2 separate regions of the Mus musculus genome follow, and region 1 is linked to region 2. A link is a contact called in public promoter capture Hi-C data. All regions are on one chromosome and are shown on one strand. Each heading gives the region's core, a stretch centred on a gene start, on an enhancer-like site or on the middle of the called end of the contact. The rest is flanking DNA. Distances are from core to core; before and after follow the strand shown. Region 1 holds the start of Snrpb (small nuclear ribonucleoprotein B). Region 2 has its middle 29 kb from the start of Gm39933.

Region 1 (5,047 bases), core at 539-3,038, 250 kb before region 2:
GGGCAATAAAATAACTTAAAAATATATACAGTACTCTCTTATCCAAGTTTCAGGTACCTTTGGTCTATCAGTTTGAAAATACTAAATGAAAATTCCAGAAATAAGCAACTAATGTTCTGTGTCATGCACTGTTTTGAGTAGCAGGAAGAATGCTATGTCTTGGCCTTAACCAGAGATCAGCCCTTGGGGAAGGTGTCCATGCAGGTGTCCACGCTGTGTGTGCTACCCACTCAGTACTCATAGGATCTCACTGCACTGGCGGGCCTACACTGCAGCACTGGTGTTCAGGTAGTTCCTGTTATCTTTTTGTTTTCGTTTCGTTTTGTTTTTGTTTTTCAAGATAGGTTTTCTCTGTGTAGCTCTGGCTGTCCTGGAACTAGCTCTGTAGAGCAGGCTGGCCTCGAACTCACAGTGATCAGCCTGTCTCTGCCTCCTGAGTGCTGGTGTTAAAGGCCACCACTGCCTGACTAAATCCCGTTTTTGTTTTTGTTGTTTTGTTTTTTCAATAATTTTCTTTTATTCACTTTATATCTGGATCATAGCCCTTGCTCCCTCTTCTATTCCCAAATCCCGCCCTTACAAATCCCCCCCCCCGCCCCCACCATTGCCTCCATCCCATACCACTGTTGGTCCCAAGGGGGATTCCAATCTCATTCAGATGGGAAACTAAATAGTCATTGGAGGTGGATGGACAGAGGGAACTGGGTAGGGGAGGAAGGGGTGAGGAAGGGAATGGGTGGGGGTGGGGGTGTGATGTGGTGGGGAGGAGTTGGGGTTTTTCTCTGGTGGCTAGCTGGAGCCTGGGGCTGGGGAGGATACCTATGGAGGTGACTCTAGCTGAGATTCCTACCAGAGGGGGATATAGAGACTGAAGTAGCCACCTCCTGTAGCCAGGCCGGACTCCGAGAGGCGGGAAGGGGACATCAATCCAAACTTCGACCCAAAATTTGTCTTGCTTAAATCCCGGTTTTTAAAGTCAATTCAAGGGTGCCAAAATACACTTGCGTTAAGTGAAAAGGATATGCATATCGTAAGCGTGCTTATGTAGAAAAAAAATTAGCATATTGTGACTTGGGGAGTTACTCCGAGTCTGGGAAGGCATGCCCTTCCAATAATAAGGGGACTACGGTTTAGTATGTCAGATAGCAATCAATATTTGAAAACAAGCAAAAAGGAAGCGCGAAGAGCCTGAGAAAGTTGCATTTTTTTTTTTTTTTCCTAGAAAGAATGGTCAGGAAAGTCCTCACCAGGACTGTCATTTCTGTTTAAATCCTGGAGGTAAGGGCATGAGGGTGTGCATATACCTGCGAGTCTAGCGCTCCTGGTGAGACAAAAGCAAATGCAAAGAGGGAAGAACATAGAGAGAAGCTAGAGAAGTGGCTTCCTAGAGTGAGTTCACAAGAGCGCTGGGTGAGAACTGGATGGGAGTGGGGTCTGGGACATCGGCGTGTAAACCAAGCACTCCAGCGGAGACTTTAGCTGGGGAGGTGTCTGTCCTCCAAGGATGTTTGCCGCCCAAGTATGGTGTACGCCAGCATCTGGTACTAAGAACGCGGTGGGTAGGAGGATCCGAAGCTCAAGACCCAGTGAGACCCGGTCTAAAGCAAAACAAAACGAGGAGGAAAACTCCAATAAAATCAACAAAGGGGGGGAAAAATCCACCCAAAACAAAACAAAACAAAACAAAACCACCACACAATCCGTCAGCTGATGCTAATGCTCCGCCCCCTAATTGCGTTCCAGAGACCGGAACTCCAGGTCCGAGGCCGGACCGGAAGTAGCTTCACTAGCGGCGGCATTTTGCAGGCAGCATTTCCGTTAGCGGCGGCGGCGGGAATCCAGCGGCTGGCTGGCTGGCGACTAGGCCTCTGTGGCAGAGAATCCGGCGGGAATCTGAGCCATCCGAGCCGCCACCATGGTGAGAAGGCGCGGGCTGGCTGTAGGGCGCTCGGGGGTGCGGAACGGGGCGGTAGCTGGCGGCGTCCGTGGGCTGGAGCCGAGCCGAGCCGCCCGTGGCGGAGGAGGTCGGGGTGGAAGCCGCTTCATCCCAGCGCCAAAGGCCTGGACTTGCCGTGAGGCTGCGACCGGGTAGAGGGGAAGGCCGACCGGGGTACAGAGGCCGATGCGCGGCCGTCAAACGTCGTGTCCCGGAGCCACGGCGGTTTCGGCCCCGCGGCCTCCGTAGCTTTAAACTTGGGCGTCAGTGTGTGCCCGGGCTTTTGGAGCTGGCGCAGGCCTCGGGCCGACCGGGCAGCGCCGGGCGAGGCGGAGGAGTAGCGGAGGTCACGGCCCGAAACCGGAGTCGAGCAGCGGAGGGAGCGGGAGGCTGGAGGAGAGGGTTTGCCAGCAGAGCGCGCGCGACCTTGCTTCTCGTATTTTGATGTTGGGCTGTGTCGGGCGCCGGGGCTGCACCCTAAAGTAAGTTCTGTCTTCACTTGGGCCAGTTTCTGGCCAGGCAGTCCTAATATAGCTACAATATAACTAATATCGCAGTGGTAGCTCAGCGTTAGGCAAAAGTAACGGCAGTGGGAGGAACGAGAACGTTTTCTCCAGGAGGTGACTCCCAAATGATTGTTTCGGGGCACCCGGCTCCCCCATGGGAGGGAGGGTTAGCAATCTGGAAAACTGAGAGAGCAAAGCAGTCGATGGCACGAACTTTCCAGGAGTCTGGTTGCTGAAGGCCCAGTCTTGCTTTATCCTGTTGGTAGTGAACGATCGCTGCAAGATTTTTCCCAGGCTTAATGAACTTAAGTTCTTAAAGGTCAGCCAGGGAAAGTGGTCTTTGCTTGAAATCTCAGTTTGTTATAATTTCTGTACTCAAAATCCTAATTTTATTTAGTTTTGGCTACAGACCACATGTAATAAATACCTCGAATCTCTCCAAAAGATTACTCTAGTTGCGTGGCTGAAGAAACCCGAGGTGCTCAAACAGGATATTGCTTTTCTTTTTTCTTTTTTTCCAAGAGTTGACTGAGGCAAGTCCTTACATAATCTTCAGCCGGAGTAGCCTATTTTACCAGTAAAAATGAATGACACTGGGTCCAATTTTGAGGATCAAATGAAATACACAATCCCTTTCAAGGGCCTGGATATACAGGGAGTATCCAATAAGGTATATTAGCTGTTACTAGGCAAAGGGACCGATGTATGCTGATCCCCGTGAACAGTTATGTAAGGGGATTAAGCAGAAAACACAATCTGGATCTTTAGGTTAGGATGGGGTAATGCTTACGGGAGTGAACAGCACTTGCAGTTCCTGGCAGAGATGATACTTGGGTGGTTGGGGGTGGCATAACGCCAGTTAGATGCGGGTGGGGGGGCATGTTTCTGAGAGAGACAGGTACTTCTGTTTACCTTGGGATGTGTAGAGGCTCCCCCTTTATTTTTGCAAAGCTATATTGGAAGCCAGGATAGAAACTGTTGTTGCCTTAATTAAAAATTAAGGATAACAAGTTATATATCAGTATTAAGTATCCAAACTAATTAACACTAGCCCAGTAAAGTTAACCCTATTACACCAAGCCCTGGAGGCATGCTAACCAGTGCTTGGTTTGAGGACTCCATTCTTGCTTCAGACTTGATTCACTTTCTGGTAATACACTTTTCCTTAAGTGGGTTTTTGGTGCCAGTCAAATTCCAGTTCTTAGTTGTTTTGATGGATTTATATGTTCATAGCTCTGAGTCTGCCATTTAGTATGGGTGGATTTGGTTAATTTGTGGACACTTACAGTCCCCCGAGACAGACACAACATAAGCAAAGCCACTATAGTCTGAGGAAGATGACTTTTTTAAGGGAAGGGAGACTAGCAGGTTACCTGGCAGAAGTCTAGGCTGAAGCTGGGCGATAGGAAGAGTCTCAGGTAAAGACTGTGTGGAAGACAGTTGGAAATTGTTGAGAGATTAGTCTGGTGGAAGACTTGGGGGAGGGCCAGAAGTGAGAGAGTGCAGAAGAGCTGAGCCTCCCTGATGCCTGTTCTCCTCACAGACGGTGGGCAAGAGCAGCAAGATGCTGCAGCACATTGACTACAGGATGAGGTGCATCCTGCAGGACGGCCGCATCTTCATCGGGACCTTCAAAGCCTTTGACAAGCACATGAACTTGATCCTGTGTGACTGTGATGAGTTCAGGAAGATCAAGTAAGGAGAGGGCTGTTGGGCGGGAGAAGGAACTGAGGAGGAAGTGGATGGGATGGGCGGGCCACATGCTAGTGCTCTTGCTCTCCTGCTTTTGATTTAAATGGGACCGTTGGCCACCAAGACATATCTTCCTTCGTCCAGCAAACCTTGCTCTCTGAGTCTAGCAAAGTGGAAGAGGTGAGGAGGGCTGCTAGGCTTTTAATTACTCTGATTTGCATGCCCCTGGGTACTGGGGTAAAGGGCTCTCATGTTCTCCCCACAGGTGTGTGAGGGGGGAGAGCTTGATTTTCTGGCCTCATTACCTATTTGTAAAGCTGTAGCCTACAGGGCTCTCCTAATGCGGCCTGGTCTGAAACTGCTTTAAGAAGCCTCTGACCCTCTTCAGGGTAAGTGCTCTGCTCCCCATGTGGGTTTGGGGCCAGTCATTTTTGTTGACATTTTCTAAAAAATAAAAAAAATAAAATTAAAAAATGGAGATATTTTCTGGTTTGCTGCAATTCTGTAAGTTACAAGCTAACTCAGGCCCTTAAACAAAGTGGTCTATTTCAGTCCTGTTTTATATATTCAGGACATCTTGAGGCTCAGCAAGATGGTGAGCCTTGTCATATGACACTCTTGTCCTATGCAGCATTCATATTATGGACTGACTGAATTCCCTTAAGTTCTTTTTGAGATTGTTTTCTTTTGTGGCCCAAGATCAAGTATAGAATAAAAATGCAGAGATTTCTGAGTGCCTGGTAGGTGTTAGAGTGGGACCAGCAGATCAGTGTGGAACTTCCATTTTAAAAACAAAACTGATTTTCTGGTTTAAAAAATGTTGAAAAATGTTTTTTAAATAAAGTTAATGAGAAAAAAGCTTGACTGCTTATTAGTGTCCATTATGAAAAGCCACTATAGGCTTATTTAACAA
Region 2 (5,314 bases), core at 1,875-4,374:
TCCCTTTCATCTGTTTTCTAAAGGAGAGCTTTCCTTTCTCTACTGATTATGACTCACAGTTCTGGTGAGTATTGTAGTCTGGGCTGGCCCCTGTGGTCTTTCATAACTCATAGAACACTAGCCCAACCTTTTTGTCTTTCACTGTCTCCATTCAAAAGTTGGCTGTTATTCTGATGAGTCTACCTTTGTATGAGACTTGTTCTTTTTTTTTCCTGCAGCTTTTAATATCCTTTGTGTGTTTTGTACATTTATAGTTTCGATTATTATATGATGTGGGGAGTTTCTCTACCTAGAGAAAAAAGGCAGGTGTAAGACATGTGAACCTTGTGGCATAGGTGGGTCTCAGGGGTGGGTGTAGTTACTGGTGTTTAGTGTTCCTCCCTGGAGGGGAGTTGTCCTCAGGTCAAAAGGATTGGTGGAGTTTATGGCACAAGTTCGTTCTTTCTGTCTGGAGAAGAAGTCAACAAGAAGCCAAAAGCTCTATGACGAGACAGCTCTGCTCTTCCTGGGAACCTCTTACCTTGATTTATTTTCTATTGCTGGAATAAGATACCATGGCCAAGGTGACTTATAAAACAGAGTGTTGAGCTTATGATTTCAGAAGATCAGAGTCCATCATGTCAGAGCAAAGGCATGGCAGCAGGAACAGCTGAGAGCTCACTTTTTGATCTGCAAGTAAGAGGCAGAGAGAGAGAGAGAGAAAGAGAGAGAGAGAGAGAGAGAGAGAGAGAGAGAGAGAGAGAGAGAGAGAGAGAGAGAGAGAGGACTTTCAAAACCTCAAGGTTCATCCCCAGACACACCACCTCAAGGGCACACCTCTAATCCTTCCCAAACAATTCTACCAAGTGGGGACCAAGTGTTCAAACCTATGAGACTGGGGGGGGGCTATTATCATTTAGACCACCACATCCCATTCCCTGGCCTCCATAAGGTCATGGTCATATCATAATGCAAAACACATTTAGTTAACTTCAAAAGTCCCCATAGTGTTTTACAGGCTGTTTTCTGAGACAACCCAATCCAGTCTCTTCGCTATAATCCCCTAGAAAATAAAAGGCAAATCACATACTTCCAACATGCAAAGGCACAGAATCTATAGTACCATTCCAAAAAGAAGAAATGGGGACATAGTGAGGACATACTCACCAAAGAACAACACCCGGCAAACAAAACTCCAAATCCTATAGCTTTGTGTCTGATGTCAGTGGACTTAGATGGTCCCACCCCTTCAGCTTGACTGCCTACAGCACACTTTTCTTTCTTGGCCTGGTTCCATTCCCTGTCTAAAGCCCTCCTTGGCCAATGCCTCACAGCTCTGACATTGCCAACATCTTGGGGACTCTAATGCAAGCCAGGCTTCACTTTCACAGCTTCACACAATGGCCTTTCAGGGACTCCATGCAAGGCCTGCCCTTTTTGGAGGAGGTATGTCATCAGAGTGTGCTGTGAGGTTTCAAAAGCCCACACCTTCCCAATTAGTTCTCTCTGTCTTGTGGTTTTCATGGATTTCAGCATGTAATCTCTCAGCTATTGCTCCAGCACTAGCTCACCTGCTTGCTGCTGTGCTCTCTGCCATGATGGTCTTGGACTTTAACCTTCTGAAACTGTGGGCCCCTCAAGTACTTTTTCTTCTGTAAATTGCCTTGGTCACGGTGTCTTATCACAGTGATTGGAAAGTAACGTAAGACAGAGGTTGGTACCAGGGAGTGGAGGTATTTCTGTGAAGAACCTAATGATGCTGGTTTCAGGGATGTCTGAAAGACTTCAAGTTAGAAATACAGCTAAATATTGTAAACAGAGATTAATGGGCCATCCTAATAGGACTTAACCATAGAGGAAGATTCCACAATTCTTTTCCTATATATCCTTCAAGACCCTAAGGCCAGAACTGTGTGAATGAAGTAGTAAGGTCTGGCTGTCTGCTTAGGATAGAACACTGACCCTGTGAATTACTTTTGCAGAAATCTCCCTTTGTTGTTGCTTCTTAGGAGTAGAAAATTCCTCAGGCTCTGGTGTTTTTTGTTTGTTTTTTTTTTTTTTTTGTTTTTGGTACAATGTGGAATCTGAGTTTGGTGGAGCCTTGTCTTGAAGTCACTCCTTTATTCCACTTTGGATCTGGCCTCTCCTCACTCTTCTCACCTCTTTTAGCATCCATCCTGCTTCCAAAATTAAATTTCCTGGTGCTTTTTCTCTTTAAACTCTATATTTTGTACTTATCACTCCCTACACACACTTGCTCTTTTTCATTATAGACCTGCATAAGATAGATTACTAATAACCATGTAGCAAAAATCAGTATTAGACTTTCTTGAACTTCTCTCTACCAAGGAACTTAATGCAATATGCCTTCCAATTTAGAAAAAGGGCAGAAATCAGCCATATTATTTGCCAAAATATCATTTAAAAAATGGTCTCTAGACCAGTTGCTAATATTGTCCTCCTTGAAACTTCTCAAGGTGGGCCTCCATAGTCCACCTGCTGTCAGTACTATCATCTTCCAGAGTCCTACCAGGACTTTGCAGCAGACAGGTAAGCTGGTGCTAGAGCAATAGCTGAAAGATTACATCCTGAAATCAAAAAAACAAAAAACAAAAACAACCCACAAGGCAGAGAGAGCTAATTGGGAATGTGTGGGCTTTTGAAACCTCAAAGCCCACTCTGATGACATACCTCCTCCAAGACCACACCTCCTAATCCTTCCCAAATAATTCCATTGACTAGAGACCAAGTATCCAAGCAGATAGATGAGCCTTGGGGGTCTTGCCCATTGGATGACACAATGTATCTTTCTGTTGCTTTCAATATGCTCTTTTACTTGGAAACCTGGGGGTAGGGTGGGGGGGACAAGCTGTGTCTCAACTGAAATCCTGTAATCTGAACTTAAGCTGATTGTCTCATGGGGCTTCCCCAGTCATTTCTGGTGGATGCTGTAAGCAACAAATTTAATGATGTTTTGCTATCTATGTACAACTTGCTTTTTTGTTTTATTTTTGTTCACTGCATGCTTAACAAACTCACTCAAAACTAAAAGTACAGCTATTTTGGATCATTCTCTGGAAAGAACATAAGTGATGAGAAATAACTGAAACCAAACCACCAGATGGCTAATCATCAATGTCATCAGAGAATATTGTTCAGAGACAAGGAGTAAATTATCAAAATAAAAATGGAATCGTGCTGAGGATGGTAGCACATCCATAAAGCCAGAATTTGAGAGGCTGAAGTAGAAAGACTAAGTTTGAGATGAGCCTGGTTTTCACGGTGAGATGGTAAACAACAACCATGAAGTCACTTCTGGAAGCCCTTCCAAAAGTAACTAAAGCTTAGAGGTTTTGGAGAAATGGTTTGTGCATGTGGTTGCCTGACACTAACTGAATGCCTTCTAACATCCCCCTTACCTGTCTCCTCTTTATGATTCATGATTATGCCATGCACATTTCACCTCAAGAATGAGGGGTGAAAACAAAGCAGGAATCGTGAAGATGCTCTAATGAGACACTCATACCCTTCTCTGTGGCTGTCATCACACTGATGCAATGCACTCCAAAGAACTGGAATTTCCCAAGAATCTCATGCTTAGAGATGGAAAAGTCCAGGAACCTGCTGCCTGTCAGAAGGGCAGCTTGTTTCCTGCAAGGAGATTTCATATAGTTCTGAAAACGTGGCATATTCCTTTCCATGAGAGACTGCATCCCCAGACAGTGATGATGAGCAGGACCATACCTTGACTGGGATATGCCATGTGTTTCTATTTTCTTTATTTCAGCCTAAACCTCATGTTAATAAAACCCTGAAAATGGACTTGGGGTTATGAGGTGGGGGACAGCGAATCTCTTAGTTCCTCTTCACAATGTGGACACATTAAAGAAATATCTTTGTTATAAACACTCAAACACACACACACAGACACACACACACAAAGTGTGCATGCATGCACATTAAGAGAACTATCCAAAGACATGAATTCAAAAACACTACAAATAAACACTACTATACATGGGTGGAGTGGTTTACTTTTCTGTCAACTCAACACAAACTAGAGGCTAGAGTTGTCTGAGAGGAGAAAACCACAAACTAGAAAACGCTTTCACAAGACTGGCTTGTAGGCAAGCCCACTGGGCATTTTCTTGATTAATGACTGATGTGGCTTATTTTATTTCGGGTAAAGCCACCTCTGGGAAGTGGTTCAGGGATGAAAAAGAAAGCAGGCTGGGCAAGCCATGAGGAGCAAGCCAGTAAGCATCACTCCTCCATGGCCTCTGCATCGGCTGCCTCCAGGGTCCTTCCTTGAGTTGCTGCCCTCAGTTTCCTCAGAGATGAACTGTGACCTGGAAGTGTAAGATGAAATAAACTCTTTCCTCCTAGAGTTGCTTTTAGTTGTCATCTTTATCACAGCAGTTTTTTGTTTTGTTTTTTTTTTAATCCACAGAAAGGTAGTCAAGGAAAGGGAGAAGTGAAATCTAAAAATACAGCAAATAGTGAAATCACAGACATATGCCCTAACACATCAGCACCTAATGATACAATAATCAGTCCCCTAGGGAAACAACAGTTCTGTGTGTGTGTGTGTGTGTGTGTGTGTGTGTGTGTGTGTGTGTGTGTGTGAGAGAGAGAGAGAGAGAGAGAGAGAGAGAGAGAGAGAGAAACAGAATCCAAGAAGTAAAATGATATTGCTATAAGGAAGAAAACACAAATCCACCATTACAGCTGGGGACTCTGGTTCTGGAGAAGATGGTTGCTGAGGAAGTCACTGTGCCCTGCCACCTATGTGTGGGCAAGCAGAGCACAAGCTACATTTCAGAATCAACACAGAAACTTTATGTGCACAATTGGTCAGAAAAAAATATAAGTATCACAGTAGGTCTCTGAGGTAGGAAGAGGCCTCAAAGATCATTTTCCCCCAAGTTCTGGTCTAATATATTATGTCTTTCTCCAGTATTTGCTGCATCAAAACTGTCTTGCATGCTATGTCAGACAAGAGGGCAGGGGAGGGAAGGAGAAAGCAACTTTCTCCTTTTACAGAACACCATGGCTGGTGCTATAATAGGAGAGAAGAATTGAGAACGCAGCTTTCACCTATGTTCCAATCATTCTCATGACATACATGTGTAAGAGTTTACAAAAGTTAAAATACACCACTGACAGGGACGACTATTCCAACAGATGCTTAAAAGCTGCTTTTGCTAAAAAGCATTGGCTCCTCACTTGGGTCCTGTCTTAGTTACTATTTTGTTGCTGTTAAAAGATACCATGACCAAGGCAACTTACAAAAGAAAGAGTTTATGGGAGCTTGTCTACAATCTCAGAGGGTGAA

The links. Promoter capture Hi-C pulls out the DNA fragments that hold promoters and counts their contacts.
Region 1: a contact with region 2 is called in a promoter capture Hi-C map of hippocampal neurons, with 2.7 times the contacts expected there. The contact joins the promoter of Snrpb here to the enhancer-like site in region 2. A contact is called at or near these places in 7 of 39 promoter capture datasets (the HPC-7 cell line, embryonic stem cells, hippocampal neurons and 3 more), 5 of 484 Hi-C or Micro-C datasets (bone marrow-derived macrophages, cumulus cells, embryonic stem cells and 2 more), 8 of 115 datasets of contacts at active chromatin or transcription factors (acute myeloid leukemia, embryonic forebrain, embryonic limb bud and 5 more) and 1 of 9 other capture datasets (embryonic stem cells).

The regions. Positions count from the first base shown.
Region 1 is chr2:130,176,105-130,181,151 of GRCm38.p6, reverse strand. Snrpb (small nuclear ribonucleoprotein B) reads left to right here and starts at 1,788. Exons shown (of 7, transcript NM_009225.2): 1 at 1,788-1,918; 2 at 3,986-4,137. The coding sequence starts at 1,916.
Region 2 is chr2:129,923,706-129,929,019 of GRCm38.p6, reverse strand. No RefSeq gene overlaps it. Among named protein-coding and RNA genes, the nearest start is that of Gm39933, 29 kb to the right of the region's middle. Within about 2 kb of position 3,124, at least 4 of the 459 cell types and tissues checked have an H3K27ac peak or open chromatin away from gene starts, as enhancers often do. A contact at or near this core is called in hippocampal neurons, where this site is marked.